7 separate regions of the Mus musculus genome follow, and regions 1, 2, 3, 4, 5 and 6 are each linked to region 7. Evidence: chromatin contacts called from public promoter capture Hi-C data. All regions are on one chromosome and are shown on one strand. Each heading gives the region's core, a stretch centred on a gene start, on an enhancer-like site or on the middle of the called end of the contact. The rest is flanking DNA. Distances are from core to core; before and after follow the strand shown. Region 1 holds the start of Anpep (alanyl (membrane) aminopeptidase). Region 2 holds the start of Plin1 (perilipin 1). Region 3 holds the start of Kif7 (kinesin family member 7). Region 4 holds the start of Mesp2 (mesoderm posterior 2). Region 5 holds the start of Mesp1 (mesoderm posterior 1). Region 6 holds the start of Ticrr (TOPBP1-interacting checkpoint and replication regulator). Region 7 holds the start of 2900076A07Rik (RIKEN cDNA 2900076A07 gene).

Evidence for each region. Promoter capture Hi-C pulls out the DNA fragments that hold promoters and counts their contacts.
Region 1: a promoter capture Hi-C map of liver shows a contact between it and region 7, with 4 times the contacts expected there. The contact joins the promoter of Anpep here to the promoter of 2900076A07Rik in region 7. A contact is called at or near these places in 2 of 39 promoter capture datasets (both in liver).
Region 2: a promoter capture Hi-C map of liver shows a contact between it and region 7, with 6 times the contacts expected there. The contact joins the promoter of Plin1 here to the promoter of 2900076A07Rik in region 7. A contact is called at or near these places in 6 of 39 promoter capture datasets (hematopoietic stem and progenitor cells, hippocampal neurons, liver and 2 more) and 2 of 9 other capture datasets (adipose tissue and liver).
Region 3: a contact with region 7 is called in a promoter capture Hi-C map of liver, with 5 times the contacts expected there. The contact joins the promoter of Kif7 here to the promoter of 2900076A07Rik in region 7. A contact is called at or near these places in 2 of 39 promoter capture datasets (both in liver).
Region 4: a promoter capture Hi-C map of liver shows a contact between it and region 7, with 7 times the contacts expected there. The contact joins the promoter of Mesp2 here to the promoter of 2900076A07Rik in region 7. A contact is called at or near these places in 3 of 39 promoter capture datasets (liver and pre-B cells) and 1 of 115 datasets of contacts at active chromatin or transcription factors (embryonic stem cells).
Region 5: a promoter capture Hi-C map of liver shows a contact between it and region 7, with 4 times the contacts expected there. The contact joins the promoter of Mesp1 here to the promoter of 2900076A07Rik in region 7. A contact is called at or near these places in 3 of 39 promoter capture datasets (liver and pre-B cells).
Region 6: a promoter capture Hi-C map of pre-B cells shows a contact between it and region 7, with 5 times the contacts expected there. The contact joins the promoter of Ticrr here to the promoter of 2900076A07Rik in region 7. A contact is called at or near these places in 2 of 39 promoter capture datasets (liver and pre-B cells) and 1 of 115 datasets of contacts at active chromatin or transcription factors (thymic regulatory T cells).

What each region holds. Positions count from the first base shown.
Region 1 is chr7:79,846,901-79,850,119 of GRCm38.p6, forward strand. It overlaps Anpep (alanyl (membrane) aminopeptidase), which reads right to left and starts at 1,310. Exons shown (of 21, transcript NM_008486.3): 1 at 1,245-1,310.
Region 2 is chr7:79,731,259-79,734,122 of GRCm38.p6, forward strand. Plin1 (perilipin 1) reads right to left here and starts at 1,518. Exons shown (of 9, transcript NM_001113471.1): 1 at 1,484-1,518; 2 at 839-897. The coding sequence starts at 883.
Region 3 is chr7:79,713,843-79,717,049 of GRCm38.p6, forward strand. Kif7 (kinesin family member 7) reads right to left here and starts at 1,865. Exons shown (of 19, transcript NM_001291222.2): 1 at 1,823-1,865; 2 at 1-340. The coding sequence starts at 316.
Region 4 is chr7:79,809,053-79,812,178 of GRCm38.p6, forward strand. It overlaps Mesp2 (mesoderm posterior 2), which reads left to right and starts at 1,675. Exons shown (of 2, transcript NM_008589.2): 1 at 1,675-2,707. The coding sequence starts at 1,877.
Region 5 is chr7:79,792,276-79,795,157 of GRCm38.p6, forward strand. Mesp1 (mesoderm posterior 1) reads right to left here and starts at 1,315. Exons shown (of 2, transcript NM_008588.2): 1 at 590-1,315; 2 at 1-316. The coding sequence starts at 1,252. The coding sequence ends at 248.
Region 6 is chr7:79,658,888-79,662,154 of GRCm38.p6, forward strand. It overlaps Ticrr (TOPBP1-interacting checkpoint and replication regulator), which reads left to right and starts at 1,309. Exons shown (of 22, transcript NM_029835.1): 1 at 1,309-2,115. The coding sequence starts at 1,453.
Region 7 is chr7:81,522,193-81,525,424 of GRCm38.p6, forward strand. 2900076A07Rik (RIKEN cDNA 2900076A07 gene) reads left to right here and starts at 1,358. Exons shown (of 4, transcript NR_160675.1): 1 at 1,358-1,484.

The sequences.
Region 1 (3,219 bases), core at 60-2,559, 1.7 Mb before region 7:
GAGGTGAGTGGCTACCAGCCTGCTGGGATTCTGGGCTGAAGGGCGAGCACCTTGCAGCGGCCCCCTCAGGAACTCTGCAGGGTATGCATGTGACCCTAGGTTCAAATCCTGTGGAGTTGGGGGAGAGTACCATAATCAAATCCAGAGGCTGAGGCAGGAGGATTGCCTAGAGATCCAAGCCAACCTAAGCTATACAGCTCATTGCTCAGGTATTCCACAATCCACCGTAGCCACAGTCCTAGTTCCTGTACCTGGCCTGTCACATGTAGGAAAAGCTCCCTTCCCCATGGGGAATTGTGGCCAGTCTTCCTGTTTGGTGCCGGGCCACCTCCTTCTTACTAGCCACCCACGCTGACAGAGGTGGGAGGCCACCTGCTCCAAGTTCTACTTTCACAAATAAACTGGCCAAGGTCCTGACATCCCTAGACCTCAGATCCATCAGTCACAGAAGTGCCCTGAAATCTCCCAACAGCACATGTCACTGGTATCCTCAGAGCAGGATTGGGTTTTAAGTCACCAAAGCCCAGACTCTCCAGGGCAGGCAGCCTGCCTTATTGGAGGTAGTCTATTTGGAAAGACCCCTCTGCTGAAAAAGCTTGGGTTGCCACCAGCTCTGCTCTCTGGAGGCCACCGCAGCAGAATCCTGGTGCGCATCCAGGAGGCATGCCTATCTATGCATGGGACGAGCACAGCAACCGAGGGTCTAGGATAAAGTCTAGTTCCCGTCTCCTCACAGAGGCTGGGGCACAGGGCCAGGGCCGCCGCTCTAACCCGACTGGGACTGTAGAGCAGAAACATGTGTCTTTGCTCCGTGACTTCCAGGGGTCAGCGTGCACCTTCTGTTCCACTCGCGCCATCCCTAGTCCTCTATACTTCAGCCATTCTGTATCCTCTCATCTCTGGCTCCGTCCTCTATGTGTCCCTCACCACCCGCCCTCTAACCCTTGAGTCTGGCCACCAGACTCCAGCTACCGTTCCTGGGCTCCAGCCACCCCTTTTTCTCCAGGCCTGGCCATCTTCTGTCACCAAGGCCGGAGCTTCCCTCGGAGCCCTGCAGACACCTGGAGGCCAAGAGCCGCTGGCACCCTCGGGGACTCACTCCAACAGCTTCGGCAGCTCCCGGACCTCAGTTTACCCATCTGAGTAGGGGCAGAAGCTTCAGTTGGCTCCCGCACCCCAGATGCCAAGCCCCACACCCGGTGTCCCCAAACTTCCGCAGCCCATGGCTGCCTTCCCACACTTGCCTAGGACTGCACGCTTCTCCGAGCTGCTCCTGCCTCGCCTCCGCCCGCCTGCTCTGGCGGGTTAAAGGGAAGTAACCCGAGCCCACCACCGCTCCGCCCGAACTACACCCGCCCCCCCCCACCCGGCTCCGCCCGCGCTCCTCCCCGCCTGCACGCAAACAGCCGCTCCCCCGACGGTGCGGCCCCTGGCCCCCAGCGCGCCAGACCCAGACCTCTCGCCCTCACCCACCCACACTTCGCGCCGCCGCTGTCCCAGTGTCTCGCCCACCACATCTGGGAGACATCTGCAGCTGGAGGGAGGGGCTCACAGCCTCAAAAGTTTACAGGATAATCCCCACAGTTCTGGAGGCTTTCCACAGAACTTAATCTGATTATCTTTTCTTCTTCTTCTTCCTTCTTCTTCTTCTTCTTCTTCTTCTTCTTCTTCTTCTTCTTCTTCTTCTTCTTCTTCTTCTTCTTCTTCTTCCTCCTCCTCCTCCTCCTCCTCCTCCTCCTCCTCCTCCTCCTCCTCCTCCTCCTCCTCCTCCTCTTCCTCCGAACTTATTATGTAGTCCAGGCCAAGCTCAAACTAGCAACAATCCTGCTTCACTGCTACACTTTTTCCATGAGCCTGGATCATCCACCAATTCTAACTTTTTCTTCCTTTCTCTTTCTCCCCTTCCTCCCTCTCTCCCTCTCTCCCTCCCTCCCTTATTTTCTTCTAGTACTGTGGTTTAAGTCCAGTGCCTCATGCGTACTAGATAAGTGCTCAGCCGTGAGCTACATCCTCAGCCCTTTTCTTTTTTCTTTTATTTCTTTTTAAAGGAAAGGGCTCACTGAATCATCCAGGCTGACCTTGAACTCACTGTAGCCCAGACTGACCTTGACTTCAGCCTCTCCAGGCCAAGCTCTGGCTAACTCTTGACACCTAGGCTGTCTTCAAGAAGTCAAAGTTATTAGAAGCCTCTAGCAAATAAAGGATTGCATCCAGGAGTTTATGCTTCTTGTCCCCATTCCGCTTCGAGATACTGTGTGTTCCAGGGCACTCCCTCCCTGGGCATCTTTTTTATTGGCAATTCAGGGTACCATTTCTATTAGTTTCCTATTGCTGCTATAATAACACAAACTTTAAAAGACACATGCTTATTCTCATACTGTTTATAAATCAGACTCACTGTACTGAAACTCGGGGTGTCCGTGGGAAGCTTCCCTTCTGGAAGCTCTAAGAGAGAGCATCTTTGTCTTTTCCGATGGCTAGAGGCACCCACATTCCTTGGCTTGAGGCCACCTTTGGAGCGAGGAGTGACCGGTGCTTCAACTCTCGGCTTTGTCATTCTGATACTGACTGGCTTCTCCCATGCGATGCACCCATATAATTCAAGGTGATCTCCCTGTTCCAAGGGAGACCCTGAGCTGTCGAACCCCATACCTCTACTTACCTGTAGGAACTCCGGTTTAGAGGCATCGTAAATGATGTCCTCTCTACATTCCCATCCTCTCCATTGCTAGACAGCTTAGCTCTACTCTTGCCCTACCTCATGGCCAGGGGGTTGCTATGCGATTGCCCTCCTACTGAGTCACACCTTGTCCCAGACTAGCCTTGTTTTCTTCTCAAACTGTCCCTTCTTTTGGGATCAGATGGCTGGGCCAGGGTGCCTTTAGGCAAAGCCATGAGGCAATTCTAACTGTTCTGCTGGATTGCAGCTTTCCTAGAGTTGTGAGTTGCCTGCAAAATAAGAGTCAGTGGGCCCCGGAGAGCTCTGAGAGTCAATTTCAGATTTCCTTTTGCTTCAAGACCCACGCCTGCCTACTTCCTCTGTCATATCTGGCATGGCTGACAAATCAAAGATGGGCTAAGGCAGGCCAAGAGAGAGTGAACTCTGGGCACGCTCCCACCTCAGTCTTGGACAGGGGGTGTATTGAGAGGAACCTGCAGTAGGAGAAGGGCGCCTGCTCTTTGAGGAAGCTGTGGGGTTGAGAATGAAGGTGGTTTTCG
Region 2 (2,864 bases), core at 268-2,767, 1.8 Mb before region 7:
AACAGAGCCATCAAATAGACCTGCCTGGGCTCCAGGACAGAGCAGGCCACACGGATTTTAGCTTTCCATCCTGCAAGTGAGTCAGATATCAGAGGGAGAAAGGCATTCTGACTACAAGAGGAAACACCCTCTTTAACCGTCTGGAAATGGAAGAAGCCACTAATGGTTGGTTAGAAGGTTTAGCGTTTTTTGTGCTCCATTGACCCCTTTCTCATGACTTAGTACAAAGGAAGACAGTCGCCCTTAGTGCAGAGCTTAGTTAAAGCCTACTTTGGAATGAGTGTCCTCTCCTCCAGGGTCATACGCCTGAAGTTCACTCTCTGAACTGGGTCCAAATCAGAGAGGCCCTGGCAAAAGATGTCAAGGACACGTAAAAGTATCAGAATTACTCAAAATCGTGGCGAGAACTGGGCCAGAGCTAAACCCCGAACAGACTAAACTCCTAATTCATTCCCGCACATGGCAGCACAGGCTGTGTGCGGCAGAAGAGGATCAGGGGCTGAAGCCAAAGCCACAGAATGCGTGGGCTCTGTAGGACGCGCGCATCCTTCTGGGTGGTGAGCTTGTGCTTCTGGGTTTAGGACCAGGTGGCTTCTTTCCCTCTGTCTCTCCCGAGGCCCCAGCCGGCATTCCTATCCTTCTCTCCACGGTTCTTAGACCTCTATAGCTATCTCGCCCCTTCCCCCAAAACCCCTGTGAAAGGTGGCAAGGACAGAGACAGTGAGTTCAGAACCTAAGGTAGACATCTTGCTTGAAGTCTCCTGACTCTTCCTCTCTGCTCACCCCCCCACCCCCTTGGTGGCCCATTTCCCACCTCACACGAGCCCATGTCACTTACAGGGAGGTCTCCATCCAGCAGGGTTGGGCCCTTGTTCATTGACATCCTTACTCTCCACGCTGCAAAGCAGAATCCCAGATCTATCAGAAGCCCGCAGGCTTGTCTTTCACAGGCTCCCTCCCTCCCTCCCTCCCTCCCTCTCAAGGCCACCATCTAGCCATCTGGGAGCACAGCTGGCCTAGGTTGGAGGGCGAATGTTACATAGGAGAGATTGTTCCTTGGGGTCCCAACACAAGAAGTTTCCTGGTCTGCTCAAAATGAGCTCCGCATAATCTGTTCAAAATTGATGGTTTTTTTAAATTGCTCAAGAAAAATTAATGTAGGCAATTAGATAAAGATAATGAGATGAGAGAAATGGTTTAGGAAAAAATCTGTGACTGAAAGAGACTAAAGAATGAGTGTTAGGTAGAGCTTAGTCTTTTCTTCACCTTGCCAGCAAGGTTAAGCCTTCTCTCAGAGAGCTGTCTTATGGGTAAGCCACCGGTCCCTCTGTGCCCCTGGTCTCTCATTCTTCTCCTCAGGGGTCCCCCTGCAGATCTCTGCACCCCTTGGTCATTTCCCCCAGGTGCTCTTTCTCCCAGCTCCTTGCCTGTAACACCGAGAAAGCAGCTAGGTAAGGCAGACGCCCAAGGACCCCACACTCACTGCAGCAGACCGCCACCTCAGTCTCAGACAGCCCAGCTGTGGAAGGTCTCCTCCTCAGAAACACTTGCAGCCACTCCAGGGAATCTTGGGCAATGCCTCTCAGACCTCCCAGCTAGAGGAGGGCAAAGAGGAAGAGAAAGCTGGGCCGGCCCATTGCCTTAGCTGTCTGACCCAGGGTGTCCCCTGGGCTCACCCTAACTTCTATGGGGGATGTTTAGGCAATAAAGAGGTGGTTCTCAGAGCTGAAGGACTCATTTGTCAGAGCCCAGAGAAGTTCCAGAATATTTCTGGCTTTCAATGGACAGAAATTGCTTTCCATAAAGAAGCCACTGCAATGTGTGCCATTAAACTTCTAAACTCAAAGTTACATGTCATCCTATAATCTCTGGTCCCTTTCCTGAGAAGTTTCTATGGAACAATATTCAAACATTATTCCATCCTTTCTTGTTTGCTAGCAAGGATGACTATTGAGCAGCATGATTCAAACCCACACAGGGATAGGGTTCACCTTCATGTGTTAGTCTATAGCTATCAAGATCAATTACCTGCAAAAAAAAAAAAAAAAAAAAAAAAAAAAAAAAGACTAGATAGAGCAGTAAGAGTTGAGCTCTTAGTAACCAGGCTCCGCAGGAGATGTCTCATCCTCTGTAAACCCCCAGGGTTAAAGAAAACATTTTGAAGCTGGCTGTTGTGGCACGTGCCAGTAATCCCAGAACTCAGGAGGCTGAGATGGAATTGACAGTTTGAGGGTAGCCTGAGCTAAATAGCAAGCTCGTGTCTCATAAAGCTAGGGGCTGGGGGTGGAGCTCCATGCCAGAGTGCTTTCTGACCTGGCATGTGGAAAGCCCTGGTTTGATCTTCAGTACTGAGGAAAGGAAAGAGGGAGGGAGGGAGAGAGAGAGAGGGAGGGAGGGAGGGAGGGAGGGAGAGAGGGAGGGAGGGAGGGAGGGAGGGAGGGAGGGAGGGAGAGAGGGAGGGAGGGAGGGAGGGAGGGAGGGAGGGAGGGAGGGAGGGAGGGAACTTTACTTAGCCTGAGATGCCACCAGAACAAGAAGGAGGAGAACTATTTGGTTTTGTTCACTTATGTCTGGACAAGTAAAGGTGTTGACAGCTGGTTTGGTTGGTTGGTTGTTGGTTGGTTGGTTGGTTGCTGGTTGGCTGGTTGGCTGGTTGGTTGGTTTTGCCAACCAACAGCACCCAGACAGCCAAGAATTATCCGTTGCTATTCCTTCCTCAACAGGAACTCAAGCCCAAACTCAAACTTTAGTTTCTGATTAATGTTGATGGAGCACTGTGGTGCCAAGCTGTGTCTTTAGACCAACTAGAAAGGGCCTCGTAATCACAGTGAACGAGAGGACGGCAGCACGGTTAGTCCCTATTC
Region 3 (3,207 bases), core at 615-3,114, 1.8 Mb before region 7:
CCCCCATGGTATATGTCTTCCCAGAGCCTGTCTGACCATAGGCAAAGACGGTGGCATTGAAGCCCTCAAAGAAAGCCTCGAGGAGGGGCTGCACGCAAGCCTGGTACACAGCCTCTTGCCCAGTGTCCTCTCCCAGGACCACATGGAACCCAAAGTGTCGGTCCCGCCCCAGGGTGATTCGACCCCGCTCAGGCTCCACACGCAGGCAACTCTGATGACCATGCAGCAGCTCCTTGGGCAGCAATGGGCGAACTCGAAGGGCCACCCTCACGGGGGCCTCCTCAGCCCCAGGCAGCCTCTGGGCCTCCAGCCCCATCTTGAAGGACAGCAGCTACGGAATCTGCAGAGAAAAGAAAAGGCCCTTGCCACTGGCCTGTACTACAGGGGCCAGACCACATAGCTTTGGGGAGACTGACGGAGGGGTAGTCAAAGTTCAGAGCATCTGCCCAAAGGGGCACCCAACTGACACAAACCACAAAACCATAAAGCCACAGTAACTTTTCTTGACATCCTCCCCTGGCCAAAAAATAAAAAATAAAAAAAGCCCCAGCACTTGATATCTCCGGTTTTTGTGTTCCAGCTGTCCCACTCCCCCTTCTAAGTCTCTACCATTGCTCCTCCCTGAAACTGCTTGACACCTGCCCATCTTCTTCAAAGAAGCCAAAAGATCCTTCAAGACCAAATTCCTATCACTAAACTCTGCCAGTTCTTTTTTTTTTCCATTTTTTATTAGGTATTTAGCTCATTTACATTTCCAATGCTATACCAAAAGTCCCCCATACCCACCCACCCCCAACTCTGCCAGTTCTATCTCCTAAGTATCTCTCAAGATTATCAGCTACACTCCTCATCCTGTTGCCAAAACCAGTCATGCTGCTGACACCCTGAAGGGATAACTTCTGCCTGCTCCCTTTCCGAGTTTCAGTCTCCCCGACCTCTCCAACCGCGCAGTCTAGAGCATCTTTCAAAAACACAGTTGTGACAGTCTCATTTTTACACCCCACTAACAATAAAGGAAGCTTAGAACACACTCCCTACCTTCCCCATCTCCTGAATACCATGCCTTTCCTCTCAGGCCATCAACCTCTGTGTTACCATCTTCATCCACCCACGCTTGGGCTGGGCTCACCTTCCCCACAGGGCCAGGGAAGCTGCTCTGCTCTGTCCCATCACCACTACAGACAGCCCTTTGTGCTGCCCACATCAGACACTGACCACACGGATGCCAGAGCCAGAGTCTCTCTCCCCATGGAAAGCAAGAACCCTCTTTGTCTATTTCGAACTCTATCATCAGCACCCAGCACAGGGTACAATACTATCTAGCAATCCGTGAGGACCCCTCCCGCCCCCAATCTCGCCTTCTCCTTTCTCACCACATTCTTCAACCGCAGTATCCCACGCTACACTTCGTTGTTTTCGTATTTACTGTTTAGCATCTCTGCTTGTATAACCGCTCATTCATTCGGTTCTGGTTAGGTGCTGGAGCCTGGGTACACAGAGGTAACAGTGCCTGGCGGCACTCCAATCCCCAGGTAGACTCTGGAGCTGTGTGTGGTCCCGGCTTCTCCTTCCCCACAATCAAGGCTCCGAGCCTCAAAGGCGCCCTGACAACTCCACCCGCGCGATCGGCCTCTGGGAACAGGCCCTCCCGGAAAGTTTGCAAAAGTGATTACAAACGTGGACCCTCGCAGGCTGCTCCTCCTGGCCCGGCCCGCCCAGTGAGGGAGCTCGCAGTAAGCTGAGGGGCACAGATGGGGGGCTGCTCAGTCGCCTCCCGGGTGAGCCCTGTCTAGCCCTCCATCCCCTCGGGACCCACACCCACCTGCCAGAGTGCGAGCGCAGTCCCGGGACGCGCAGCCAAGCTCGGCGCCCCGACCCGGCGCGCTCCGATGCCGTCATCGGGACCCCCGCCCCCCCAAACATCCCTCCCTTCACCCGCAACCCCGCCTGCCCCGGCGCTCGGGGGCGGAGGCGCAGGCAGGGCGCCTCCAAGTCGGTCCGCAGACGGGGCTGGGCGGGCCCTCCTATGGGGGAGGGGCGGGCCTCTGCCGGGGGGCGGGCCCAGGGAAGCAGCCAGTGGCTTCTCTTCAGGTCTTAGAAAACTGGGAAATCGGCACCAGACATCTGTCTTCTCATAGACCCACTTCTTTCTTTCTGCTCCCAGGGTTAAGCCATAATCCTCATTAAAAACAAAACGTAACAACAACAAAACCACCTTCCCTAGGAAGTTTTAGTTCCTAAAACTATGTCTCATTTTAGGATTTATGAGATTCAATCGCAGTTTAGAGTCACTGTCAAGGGACACTTGTCATCCAGAGAGGCAAAGCTGGCTGTCCATCTCTTTGACTGGAAACACCATGCTTTGTTGAATTTGTAATTCAAATCTAGAATCCAAGCCAGGGTGAGTGGCCCATGCCTATAATCCCAGAACTCTGCAGAATCCTTGAGCAGCAGGGGATCAGCACCATCCTGGCTACAGAGGTGTAGCCTCTGGACAAACACAAAAATAAAAAATCTGGAAAGCAGACTGGGAGAGGCAGAGTGGGGCATTTGCCTAGCATGAGGGAAGTCTTGTTTTTTTATCCCAAGTACCACGAATAACCACCACCATCCCAGAATACATATTTATCACTTAAAACACCACTAAAGAAAAACAAATTTTGATAGATGTATTCAGATGACTGCCTGCTATAGAGGCAGCATAATTAAAGGCTGCAGAAATGTCCAGTTCTCCCAGATCTATATGAGAAAACACTCAGCCCCATACAGTAGAATCACAGCCTGAAGTGAGGCCAATGATGAGGCCATGTGGTGTCTCATTGGTAAGATAAGCAGGGGCCGGGGGTCCCTGATAGGCATATTCTCTCCCTTGGTGACACAGATACAGGCCAGATTAGACCAGATTAAAAGTAGATACAGGCAGGTTTATTAGGAGGCAGATCTCTGGTGGGTTCACCGATCTCACAGGTGGAGGTCAGTGACGTCACACATCCGCTAAAGCAAGGGGCTTTTATAGAGTTTAGGTGAGGAGTGCCAGCAAGGAGCTGGGGTGATGTTCACACATGGTCAAAAACTGAGCCCCTGGGTGGGCACTCTTGGGTGGGTTGCTGGCAACGGGGAGCCCAAGAGTGATAAAGTGATGATGTGTTAGCCAGACATTTTCTCTGGGAGGGCAGAGTTGGAGGAAAGGAGGGCAGATGGGTTTCC
Region 4 (3,126 bases), core at 425-2,924, 1.7 Mb before region 7:
TTAGAAAACAGTGTTTCTCTGTGTAGCCCAAGCTGTCCTGAAACTTGCTCTGTAGACCAGGCTGGCTTCGAGCTCACAGATTTGCCTACCTCTGACTTCCTAGTGCTGGGAGGTTTCTTGAAAACTTTTTAAAATTTTATTTATTTATTTATTTATTTATAAATAATAAATGCTCTCATGCATGTACGTACACCACATGTGCCTGTTGGATCCACTAGAATTGAGGTTACTGATGGTTGTGAGCCAACATGTGGATGCTGGGACTTGAACCCAGGTCCTTTGCAAGAGCAACAAGTGCTCTTAACCACTGAGCCATCTCTCCAGTCCTCTAAAGTATTCTTGTCACACTCACCTTGACTGATATTTTAGATTACTTTACCCTTCTGCTCAAAAGTCAAAGAGGCTCCCCGTGGCCTTGAGAGTAAAACCAACTCAGCCTGGTTCCAGACGTGCCTGGCCCTCCCACCTCCAGGCCTTTCCCTTCTGGAAATGTTCTCTGTGTCCCCTCTCCCTAATGAAACAATGCTCTTGGTTCAAGACCCAGCTGGACCTGCTCAGCCTCGGTGGCTAAGGCCTGACTGCGCCAAAAGCTCATTTAACCCTTAGCTTTCTGTCCTGGAGATGATGCAGGGTATGGGTGCCTTGTTTCAGTTGCAGTTGATGCTCAGGAGAGCCTGTCCTTGGCTTTTATTACCTCAGCTGTTTCTCACAGAAGTTCTGGGAGCAGATGCCATACTTAGCTGTTTTGCTAATCAGGACAAGCTCAGGCAGGTTAAGGGCCCTGCATATAATAAGCAAATGTGTGCCCATAAACACTTTGAAATGTTAGTGCCTGGGTTTGATTTGTTTTAGTTTTTTGAGACAGGGTTTCATGTAGCCCAGGCTGGCCTCAAACTTTCTATGGACTTGAACTCCTCATCCTCTGGCCTCTACCTCCCAAGGGCTTGGACTATAGCCATGAGTGGTCACCGGTGGCAGTACTGGGTTTATTTGTTTGATTGATTTTCTTTTCTGGAACAAGTTCTTGATGGGTACAGGTTGACCTCACCTCCCTCCAATTCTCCTGCCTCAGTCTCCCAAGTGCTAAATTACGGGTATATGGACCACACCTGTATCAGTCCCTTCTTTATAAAGTGTAGGCACAATGAAAGCCCATAGCAAGCAATTTCAGGATTAATCCAGGGAGGGCTGGAAGTCATTCTGTGCAGCAATTCCTACTGAGATGAGCTCAAAGAAATTAGGTGGCTTCAAGGTGACACAAAGCTTCAAGTTGGCTTTGGCATCCACCTCCTTCCATTTCCACTTCCCAGCCTGGAACCCTCCAGGCTGCTGGGTTCCATTTTTAGTGGGTACAGATACTGTGGTCAGTGAGAGTTTCTAAGTGTATACAGCAAATTGGCTAATGGGGGAACCTGAGGAAGCCCCACTGTGCTGGTCGGAACCAGCACAGGCATAGCCCATTAAAGGCTAATGATGAAGGGTGGCCACTCTGTAAGTGAACCAGAGGCACGGGATAGACATCCAGGTACCCAGCAGCCATCTACCGTGGTGGTGGGTTCGGGTGTATTCACCCTGCAGTAGCAGGGCGGAGTGAAGGTGGGGGCTCGGTGAGAAGCTTAGCAACTCCATCCAGATGCGAATTGTCTCTCCCACACTTCCCGGCAGCAGGGGCCTCCATTAGAGCCTTCGAGGGGTCAGAATCCACACCTCTGCAAATGGGCCCGCTTTCCCAGGGCCCCCCTGCCCAGACCTTCCCTGGGCTCTGTGGGTTTTGACACCTCTCTGCAACCTGGCAGGGGACCACCTCACACCTTTAGTCCAGATAAAAGCTAGGACCTGGAGGTGACCGGTCCAGCTTCCCAGAGTCACACCAGCCATGGCCCAGTCGCCTCCTCCTCAGAGCCTCCAGGGTCTCGACCACTGGGTCTTCTCCCAGGGCTGGGGCTGGGCTCAGCAATCGGACTCCACGTCTCCGGCCTCGTCCTCAGATTCGTCCGGTTCCTGCCCTTGCTACGCCACCCGTCGGCCCTCGCAGCCCGCCGGCCCGGCCCGTAGCACGCGCACTACCCAGGCGACGGCGCCCCGACGAACGCGCCCAGCGCCCGCAGGCGGACAGCGGCAGAGCGCCAGCGAGCGCGAGAAGCTGCGCATGCGCACACTCGCCCGCGCGCTGCAAGAACTGCGCCGCTTCCTGCCGCCGTCGGTGGCACCTGCAGGCCAGAGCCTGACCAAGATCGAGACGCTGCGCCTGGCCATCCGCTACATCGGCCACCTGTCAGCCCTGCTGGGCCTCAGCGAGGACAGTCTGCGGCGCAGGCGCCGACGGAGTGCGGACGCGGCGTTCTCTCACCGATGCCCTCAATGCCCCGACGGTGGCAGCCCCTCACAGGCTCAGATGCTTGGTCCTAGCCTGGGATCAGCCATGAGTAGTGGGGTGTCCTGGGGGTGCCCGCCTGCTTGTCCTGGACCTCTGATCTCACCTGAAAACCTTGGGAACAGGATCTCCAACGTGGATCCCTGGGTGACACCTCCTTATTGTCCCCAAATACAGTCACCCTTACACCAGTCCCTAGAAAGAGCCGCTGACTCCTCTCCCTGGGCACCACCTCAAGCATGTCCTGGCATGCAGATGTCCCCAGAGCCTAGGAACAAGACTGGACACTGGACACAATCCACTGAACCTGCAGAGCTGACTAAAGTGTATCAGGTAGGTCCTAGGACCCCTGCCATTTTCATGGCTTCATTTGGAACTAAAGTGGACGGTCTCTCGTTTGTACAGGGTCTCCTACTCATCAGGTCCCAGGTTATCCAATGAAGGGATAGATGGAAATAGCCTTATTTACACCTGTAGGAGAAGAGATGAGGCCCCGGGAAGTTATAGCCACTGCCATAATTGCCACCTTTGCTGTGCAACAGTCACCACAGCTTGGTGAAGAGAGGATGGCCCTCGGATTTACACAGAGGCCAGGGTGGAAGGCGAGGGCCTTCACTAGCTGGAAATTCTAAGTTCAGTACATGAGTGAGGCCCAGGGGTATTGGCAGCACCTCCTAAATAGATCCTTCTGGAAGTGGTGACCTGAGTGTTTTCTTTGAGATGCGTTCATCCATAAATGACTTGTGGCCCAT
Region 5 (2,882 bases), core at 65-2,564, 1.7 Mb before region 7:
AAATACACACCAGGCAAAGCTTGTGCCTGCTTCATCTTTAGAGCGTGTACCCTATTGGGCGCCTCCTTCCAAGGAGGGTTGGAATGGTACAGTCTGGATGAGGGCCAGCTCCCACCCCGGGATGCCCATGTTGGTATCACTGCCGCCTCTTCCAGGATCTACTCCCTCCGAAGGTGCCAAGACCAAAGGAAAAGTGTCTGTGCTCAGACAGGGTGACAATCATCCGTTGCATTGTCCCCTCCACTCTTCAGGCAGGCGGCCACTCCTGCGGCGGCGTCCAGGTTTCTAGAAGAGCCAGCATGTCGCTGCTGAAGAGCTGCAGGAAGAGTGAACAGCGCCACAATCAACACCTGCCCCAGGGTCAGGTCCGCGCTCATCCGCTCCACGCTCAAGGTTAAGCGAGCAAGCAAAGCGTCCTTAATCCCTGCCTGTCCAACTCCCACCCTGTTCGGACACCCAGGGCACACGGGGATGCGCCCAAGGGAGATCCTGAGTGCAGCAGAGAGGCTGGTCCGCGACGTGGGGCTGTGCGTCGCGCACCAACAGTAGGGGGCGCCACCTCGACAGTGTGGGGGAAGGGGTTACTAACCGGAGATGAGGGACTGGGCTCCATTTCCTGCCTTTCCTGGGATGCTGTTTCTGCGTACAGGAACGATGGGTCCCACGATTCTGCGGCGACTCGGGGTCTAGGGTAGGCAGGCGGGGATCCCCACGACACCCCGCTGCAGACGGCCGGGCTTAAACGGGGACCGAGCGACTGCGACTGCGCCAGGTCGCTGTCGGGGCACAGCGGGCAGCCTCGAGGTGACACCGCGTGCCGCTGTCGCCGGAGGTTGTCCTCGCTGAGTCCCAGCACAGCCGACAGGTGGCCAATGTAGCGGATGGCCAGGCGCAGCGTCTCGATCTTGGTCAGGTTCTGGCCGGTTGGTGCCACGGATGGCGGCAAGAAGCGGCGCAGCTCGTGCAGCGCGCGGGCGAGTGTGCGCATACGTAGCTTCTCCCGCTCGCTGGCGCTCTGCCGCTGTCCGCTACCCAGGCGGCTACCGTGCGTCCCGCGCCTACCCGGGGTCCCAGCACGCCGGGCCGGGCGGGCGCAGGGTGGTGCAGGGCTGCTGGCCTGGGCACCGTCCCACGGGTCCGAGGACCAGGCTGGGGAGCAGACGCTGTTCCCATCGGAAGGCATCGGTGGCTGCCGACCAGCGGGACTCAGGATCCAGGACTCGGAGCGCGGCTCGCACAGGGGCTGGGCCATGGCAGCGGAGGCCTGACCATTGGGTCCGCTGTAGCTTTATCCTGAGCCCTAGGTGTGAAGCGGGCCCCTTCCAGAATTCATCAGCATATCAAAGCCGGCTCGAGCCAGGAGGGGGGCAGGGCCTGAACCCTTTGAACCATAGCAGGGGCTCTGAGGTGCAGGACCCCTTAGTCCAGTCTGCTCCACCTGGACCATATTTGGGGCCTCAGTAAGTCAGGCACCTATGGCCAGGACTGCCAGTTGAAAGAACCATGCTCAGAGAACTGAAGTCTAGCTCCTAGGCTTAGGGTACACCTTCATTTATTAGGGACCCTACGCCATTTTTTTCCATCACTTTAATTTACAAATTGTATAACAAGAGACTTCGGGATTGCATTGGCCAACTGTGGACTAGGGACCTCTAGACACGGAGAGAACTCTAGTTCAGTCCTTCCCAGAGGCTTGGATGTGGCCTGTAGTCCTCCCTGATGTCCAGGCTATGGGAGGCACATTGAAGAAACCATCCCGACCGACCTGTGAGGTTGCTGGGGTGTCCGGGCAGGGGGAGAGGTGAGCCTGCCTCCCCACACTACAAGTCACTTCTAGTCTTGGCAAGATGGGGAGCTTGGTCCCCTTCCCAGCCCTCCCATGACTGGAGCTCTGCTGCTTTGGTCAGCTACAGTGAGTAAAAAGTCCTTTGACAAAACTCAACTCCTTGAGCTGGTGGCACACTTGGGAGGTGAAGGCAGGAGGGTCAGGAGTTCAAGGCCAGGCCTAGCTGTATATGGCCCAGGTTAACATGGGCTACATAAGATCCTGTGTTGGAAAAAACAAAACAAAACAAAACAAAACCCAAAAACCCTGAAAAGCAGAAACCTTCATCTGTCCCAATGGCAGTTTTATAATCTATTTCATAGGATGCTACCTGTTAGGTTCATAGGCTGCCTTTTATTTTTTAAAGATGTGTGTGTGTGTGTGTGTGTGTGTGTGTGTGTGTGTGTGTGTGTGCTGGTGCCCCCACACAGGCCAGAGGTGTCACGTTCCTTAGGATCGGGCCTTGCAGGCAATTGTAAGCTGCCTGAGGTGGCTTCTGGGAACAGAACCTTGGGTTCTTCAAGAGCAACATGTGCTCTTCTTAACTGCTGAGCCGTCTCTCCAGTGTTCTTCCTCCCACATCTTGAAACATGGTCTCATGTAGCCCAGGCTAGCCTCAAACTTACTCTAACCCAGCTGGCCTTTAGCTCCTGATCCTGCTGCCTCAGCTTACTGCAGTTGTGAGCCTGGCTGTTGAGGATGCCTGCTCTTACCATACCTGTTCAGTGTTGTACTGAATGAAGGGACTAGGTTGGAAAAATAAAGAGAAATAAATACAAATTGAGAGATTAAAGCAAACCTGTCCCCACTTATATGTGACATGCTTATTAATAAAGTCTCCAGAAGTTGGGCATACACGCACATGCCTGTAATTCCAACATTTGGAAAATGAAGGCAAGAGGAGTTTGGGCCAGTCTTGGCTGCAAAGTGAATTTGAAGCCATCCTATGCTACTGGACTGTCTCACCTATTAGAGGGCTGGTGGTGTGGTTCAGTCGGTAGAGTGCTTGCCTAGCCTGCCGGAAGCCCTAGGTCTTATTCCAACACTGCATAACCAC
Region 6 (3,267 bases), core at 59-2,558, 1.9 Mb before region 7:
AAGAGGGAGCATACTTGCTAACAACATGCCAGGCTGGGAGTTCCATCCCTAGCAACACCTCCCTGCCCCCATATACAATAAAGTTAAAAAGAAAGCGGGAGGGGGGAGGAGGAAGACACGAATGAGTGTTGGAGATGTTGGTTCAGTGCTTGACTGTCCAGCATTCAGGAAGTCTTGGGTTTGATCCCCAATACCCCATAAACTGCGTTTGGTGCAGGGGCATGTCTACAGTCCCAGAACTAGGAAGGTGGAGGCAGGATGATCAGAGAAGTACAAGGTACAGTTTGAGGCCAATTTGGAATATAAAAGAAAGTCACAAAAACAAACACACAACAAAAACAAGTAAAACAAAACCAAGACTTCAGAAAACACTAATCTACTGAATGGATGAGCTGTAAGAAGGCGGGTGCTGGAAATCGGACGTTCTAGTGTTTTTTTCTGCACCCATTGGACTGGCTTGCGTACTCTCTGGTGTGTTCACTCCTTAGTTTGTAAAACAGCCTCCCCAGGTGCTCTGCAGACGTCTGATTAGGTATCTTTATATTACATTTTCCTACCTAGGACCCGTATTGCTCTTCTGTCACTTCTCTTTCTTCCCGAAAACACTTCCCTGCCTTCCAGACCTTTACAATAGAGTATCCGAGGTCCTTCCACTATGCTCCAGCCTTGCTAAGTAGCCCCTGCTGGCTTGGAACCTGCGATCCTCCTACCTCCGTCCCTCGAGTTTGAGGATTATGAAATGTTCCTTTCGTCTTTTACAGAAAAAAAAAATTAAGCCCTCCGTCATAGGCTAAAAGACTTAAGAGTAGTCTAAAGTGAACTTGACTCAAGCATCCTAAACCCCTCACTGTGCACATCCCAGGCTTCAGGGTTCTAGTAAACACGCCCCGCCTTCCGCAGGCGACACACACACTCACGTACGCGCGCGCGTGTACAGACACACACACACACACACACACACACACACACACACACACACACACTCACTCACACTCACACTCACACACTCACACTCACACACTCACACTCACACTCACACTCACATCTGCGCACAGTAGCCCAAACGAAGGCTTCCGCGCCCACCGCCACGCCCCCGAAGTACCGCCTCTTTAAATTTTAAAACGAAGGCTCAGGCCAATGAGAACTACATTTCTCCCGGAACTCAGCGCCCCGCCCACCGCCACACCCTCCACCAATCAAGCGGAGGTCTTCCACACGCCTTCCAGTTAGGGTTAAAGAGGGAAGTGCTTACGTAACTTACGTTCAGCCTGCAGCCAATAGGAGCCGAGTTTGGGTACCAGCTCCTCCAATAGCTGCAGCTGTCGGAGAGCGCGGGAGCCTTCGGAGCAGGGCCTCAGAGAAGCGGGCAATGGCGCTGGTTCTCTGAAGAGAGTGCTTTACCTCAGGAAGGGCCACGCGCGGCCGGGCAGAGGGAGTCCCGTGGCGGCCGAGATGGCCTGCTGTCACAAAGTGATGCTGCTGGTGGACACAGCGGGCGTCTCTGCTCCTCATAGCCCGGCCCGACGCGCCGCCCTCCGGCTCCTCACTTACCTGAGCTGCCGCTTCGGCCTTGCCAGGGTCCACTGGACCTTCAAGTTCTTCGACTCTCAGGGGGCACGGAGCCGGCCCTCCCGCGTGTCCGACTTCCGCGAGCTGGGGAGCCGCTCCTGGGAGGACTTCGAGGAGGAGCTGGAGGCCAGGCTGGGGGATCGCCCTCCCGGAGCTCACCTGCCGGGCCCGACGCCCAGAGCCACCCACACGCACGGTGCCCTGATGGAGACGCTGCTCGACTACCAGTGGGACCGGCCGGAGATCACGTCGCCCACCAAGCCGATCCTGCGGAGTAGCGGCAGGAGGCTGCTGGACGCCGACGGCGAGGCCAGGGAGGCCCAGGCCGCGCTCGGGGGCTTTGGGAACGCCGTCTTCCTCCTGGCGCCCTGTCCTCACTCGCAGAGGGAGCTGCTTCAGTTCGTGTCCGGGTGCGAGGCACAGGCTCAACGCGTGCCGCTCACCCCCAAGCAGGTGATGGAGAAGGTGTTGCCCAAGAGAGTCCAAGAGGTTATGATCGCCCGAAATATCACCTTGTACTGGGTGGACACCACCGAGCGATCTAAGGTAAGGTGAGAAGCAGTCTGGATCCGGTCCGCAACTCCCCGACAGCTGAACTTGTCAGGCTCCGTAAAGTGCCACAGACCCAGAATGAACCCCGTGTGCCTTCCGAGGGAAACCCTTGCGGGTCGCAAAGGACAGCGTTCCTCCAACAAAATGGGTAGATTCTGGGTACCTATTAAATCCGAGTGTGGAAGAGCCTCTGCGCTTTGGTACCTGGGTGCTTTTGCGTCCTTAGTTTTGCTACACAGCACTTGTATTCCAGCATGGTGGAAGCCTGGTTCAGCCAGGCTACAGGACTTGGCCGCTTGTTTTGTCTAGTGCTGCTGTGTCTTCCTGGACCTCTAATCCTCTCCCTCTGAGGCAGTAGAAACCTCTCTTAACCTTTGTTGTTGGCCCGGCCTGATGACGCCCCAGCCCTCAGGAGGCAGAGAGGCAGGTCTCTCTCTAGTTCTAGCCTCCATCCAGGTCTATGCAGAGAGGCCCCATCTCCAAAACAAAAGCAAACCCCTTTGTTGTTGTGGCCTGTGCTCTTTCTCTATTGTGTTCCAGTTGGACACACCAGACACACCTGTCATCTTCCATTTATTCTAAAAACACCACCTCAATGACTGTCCATGGAAAGCTGAGGCAGGACTGTCACAGTGCAGGGCTAGCCAGGGCTGCTAGATCTTGTTTCAAAAAAAAAAAAAAAAAAAAAAAAGCAAACAACAAAAATCTCACAGTTACAGGTCTTAACTCCGTTTTGTATTTCCCCACAATTTAACATTGTGTTGAGGAAATATTTGCTGATTAAATTAATCACTTTTGGGGGGAGGGGGAGGTTCGAGATAGGGTTTCTCTGTGTAGCCCTGGCTGTCCTGGAACTCACTTTGTAGACAAGGTTGGCCTTGAACTCAGAAATCTACCTGTCTCTGCCTCCAAAGTGCTAGGATTAAAGGCGTGGGCCACCACTGCCTGGCTATTTTCGGGGTGTGTGTGTGTGTGTAAATTAATCACTTTTTACAAACTTAGTCTTAAAACAGCTAATTTGGATTTTTTTGAAGCAGTGATGCTTCTTGCTTGAGTAAGTGCTATGATAAATGTGTGTGTGTGCTTGTTTTGAAACAGACTAGTGTAGTGTAGTGGCCTGGAGCTCTGTGTAATGGATGATAAACT
Region 7 (3,232 bases), core at 108-2,607:
ACCTATGCCAGGGTGAGAAAAGCACAGGCCAAGCCTAGAAAGTGAGTGTAATGGTCTCACTCTGTAGCCCTGGCTCTCTGTCCGTCCTTCCTTCCTTCCTCCTCCTTCTCCTTTCTGCTTCTCACTGTATAGCTCTGGCTGGCTTGGAACTCTCCACGTAGACCAGTCTGGTGTTGAACCCTGAAGGCTGGTATTAAAGTAGTGTGCTACCATGCCCAGAAAAGTTACATCTTAAATGAGTAAGAGAAATGAAGTAGATTTGGCTCAAGCTGATAAACAAGGTAACATTTTTGCTCCTGATTTTGTATATTAAATCCAAAAGCCTTGTATGTTTGGACTGCATGTAAGGTCCTTTCATTACACCTATGTTTCTTATTTTGTTCTTTTTGCTTCAAATTCTGACCTCAAACTCGCAGCATCCAAATGAACTCTGAACTCATTGTTCTAAACCTGCTTACTTTTAGTTTACTTTAGCATTTGGTTTGCACATTCCTGGAGAACTCTGGCAGCTTACTAGGGTGCTCAGTAATTGCCGCCCCTGAAATCTTAAGTCTTTTCTGCAGCCTCACAATGTGAACTGGAATAAGCTGGGCTTTTTAATCCAACAGGATGGATGTCCTTGTAAAACACAGCAATAAGCAGAAATAAGGAGAACAAAGTTTGACAACAGAGTAGGGCCATGCTGCCTCAAGTCAAAGCACACACAGGATTTTTAGCGATCACCAGAAACTAAGTAAGGCAAAGATATCATATTCAAAATGACAGAGGAAGCCTACCTCTACCAAGGCGCAAATGTCAAATGTCTTTTGTTTTAGTCTCTCAACATTTGAGGTCTATCCTCAGGAAATTTATCCAAAAGTGATTTTACTTATCTTCCTAGACCCATGATCAAGGCTAGGAAGCTCTTGGTCCTTTCCTGGATGAATATGCATGGGCTTGCAACCAGGGGGAGTCAAGAGAGCGACTGAGTAAAGGTTACTGAGGTGCAGTGCACGCTTTGCTCTCTATAAGCAGGGTGGCAAGAATGAAGAACACTGAGAAGCTTAACAGCCAGGGCTGGGTAGCACAAGAACGCAGAGGAGTGTCGCAGGGGCGGGACGGCGTACTTCAGTCCCCAGGATGCCGCCTGCCAGGGGAGCAGAGAATAGCATACTCAAAACAATGCGGCAGCTCTCCACACCCACCCAGGAGCTACAAGCCGGCCCCCGAGTCTCCCACGATCCAGACGCCACGCAGCTAGACGCTAAGCAGCAGAGGACTCGCTCTGAGCATGCGCACTGGGAAGAGCCAAGCCCAGCCGCGCCGCGCGGTGCCTGACGTGGAACTTCCTCCCTACGGCTAAGAAGCCGGAAGTGGACTCATTTTCCACCGGAAGGAGGGAGAAATTATGACCGAGAGCCTGACACCTGATGCTAGCGGCTTTTGTCTCGCCAAGTTGACCCAGTATTTGGCCACCTTGTGCGGCGGGTGACTATGGTGTCCAGGTAAGTGGCTGACGTGGCAGGCGTCCCAGGAATGGGAGAAGAGATGGGTAAGCTGCCCGGCTATCGATCTTCCTTCTCTGTGTTTGTTTTTTCTCCATCTTTTTCAAAGAGGGTTGCTAGCCCACGGAATGGTGGGTAGATATGGAAGGAGAAATACGCGGTCACACAGACTGAAGTTAAATTAAGCACACACACATACGTACGTACATACATGCACACATACAAACACATATTCACATGCACAGAGCTGTTGAATATTGGCTCTGTAAATCCAGGCATTCCGAATCGATGACTCTTGCCTGAGGGAGGAATCACCTGTTGCAGTAATTTTAGCGCCCGTGAGCACATGCACACGCAGTGGGTGATTTTTAAGTTTCTTGAATGTGTCAGCAAAGGCATTTAATGTTAGAAAAGGGCAGCAAGGAGGCGGTGGAAAGTTGCATGGTTTGTTGAGGACAGATTCTAAAATCCCATAGAATTCTTGTACAAAGGAGTTTTTATATTGCTTTCTGATGGTGTGCGTGGATGGGTAGGAGGTTGGAAAATTGAAGGAGTGAAGACAGTAGTGAGGTGCACTTAGATACTAGCCTGATGGCTTAGTAGTTAAGAGCATTTGTGGCACTTCCAGAGGCTCTGAGTTTGGTTCCCAGCACCTATATCAAATCACTTGTACCTCAGGACCCAAGGAGTCCAACACACTATTCTGGCCTCCTTGAGCACCACACACATATGTCATTCACTCACAAAGACACGAACATACATATATATAAAGCTTAGATAAGGTGTGAGTCCACCAAAGGAAAGTCATTCGTCAGCCATCAACATGTTTGACCCTGTAGATCAGTGGGTCACAACCGTGGGTCACAACCCCTTTGGGATCAAATGACCCTTTCACCTAAGGGGTCACCTAAGACCACTGGAAATACAGACATTACATTACAATTCAAAACAGTAGCAAAATTACAGTTATGAAGTAGCAACAAAAATAATTGTATGTTGGGGTCACCACAACATGAGGGTATTAAAGTCACAGCATTGGGAAGGTTGAGAAGTGCTGCTCTCGATGGAGATGAGTTTGCCGTGTCTGCCGTTCCCGGTGTACTGTGTAGCAACAGAAGGCAAACATGGGAATCTTCCTTACCTATTGCCTGTTATTGCATAGAAAACCCTGGGGGTCTTAAGCAAGATCTGAGCTCCCCCTAGAAAGCTTGTAGCGGAATACTTATTTGTGCGCTCACTATGGCTTTGTGCTGGCAACCTGTAGAACTTTACCCTAGCCTCTTTATGGGAAATTCACTATAAAGAATTTGTAAGTTGCCTACAAGTCGAGGAGAGATGCTGTAAAGTTCACTGTAATCAGTCTCTCTCTGTCTGTCTGTCTGTCTGTCTGTCTGTTTGTAGGTAATATGACATCTGGTGCTTGTGTAGCTTTAGGTTTGCCCTGCATTAATGCTGCCAGCTCAAGTGGACCCTGAGTTATTGCTATTATCTTTCTTATACTACAGTGGAAACATGTAGGACAGTGGAAACCTGTCAAGGAAGGGAGCCTAAGAGGTCCAAAAAGGTAACTGTATATTAGCAAACACAGAAACATTATCAGCATCAATGACAAAAGACCTTAATAATAAGGAACCATTCAGTTAGGTGTTCACTGTGGGGGATCCCTAAGTACTACCTGTAAACAAATTTCAAAATCTTTGCTCCCAAGATACCCTTAAAATTATTGAGAGCTCAAAAGAACATTTATA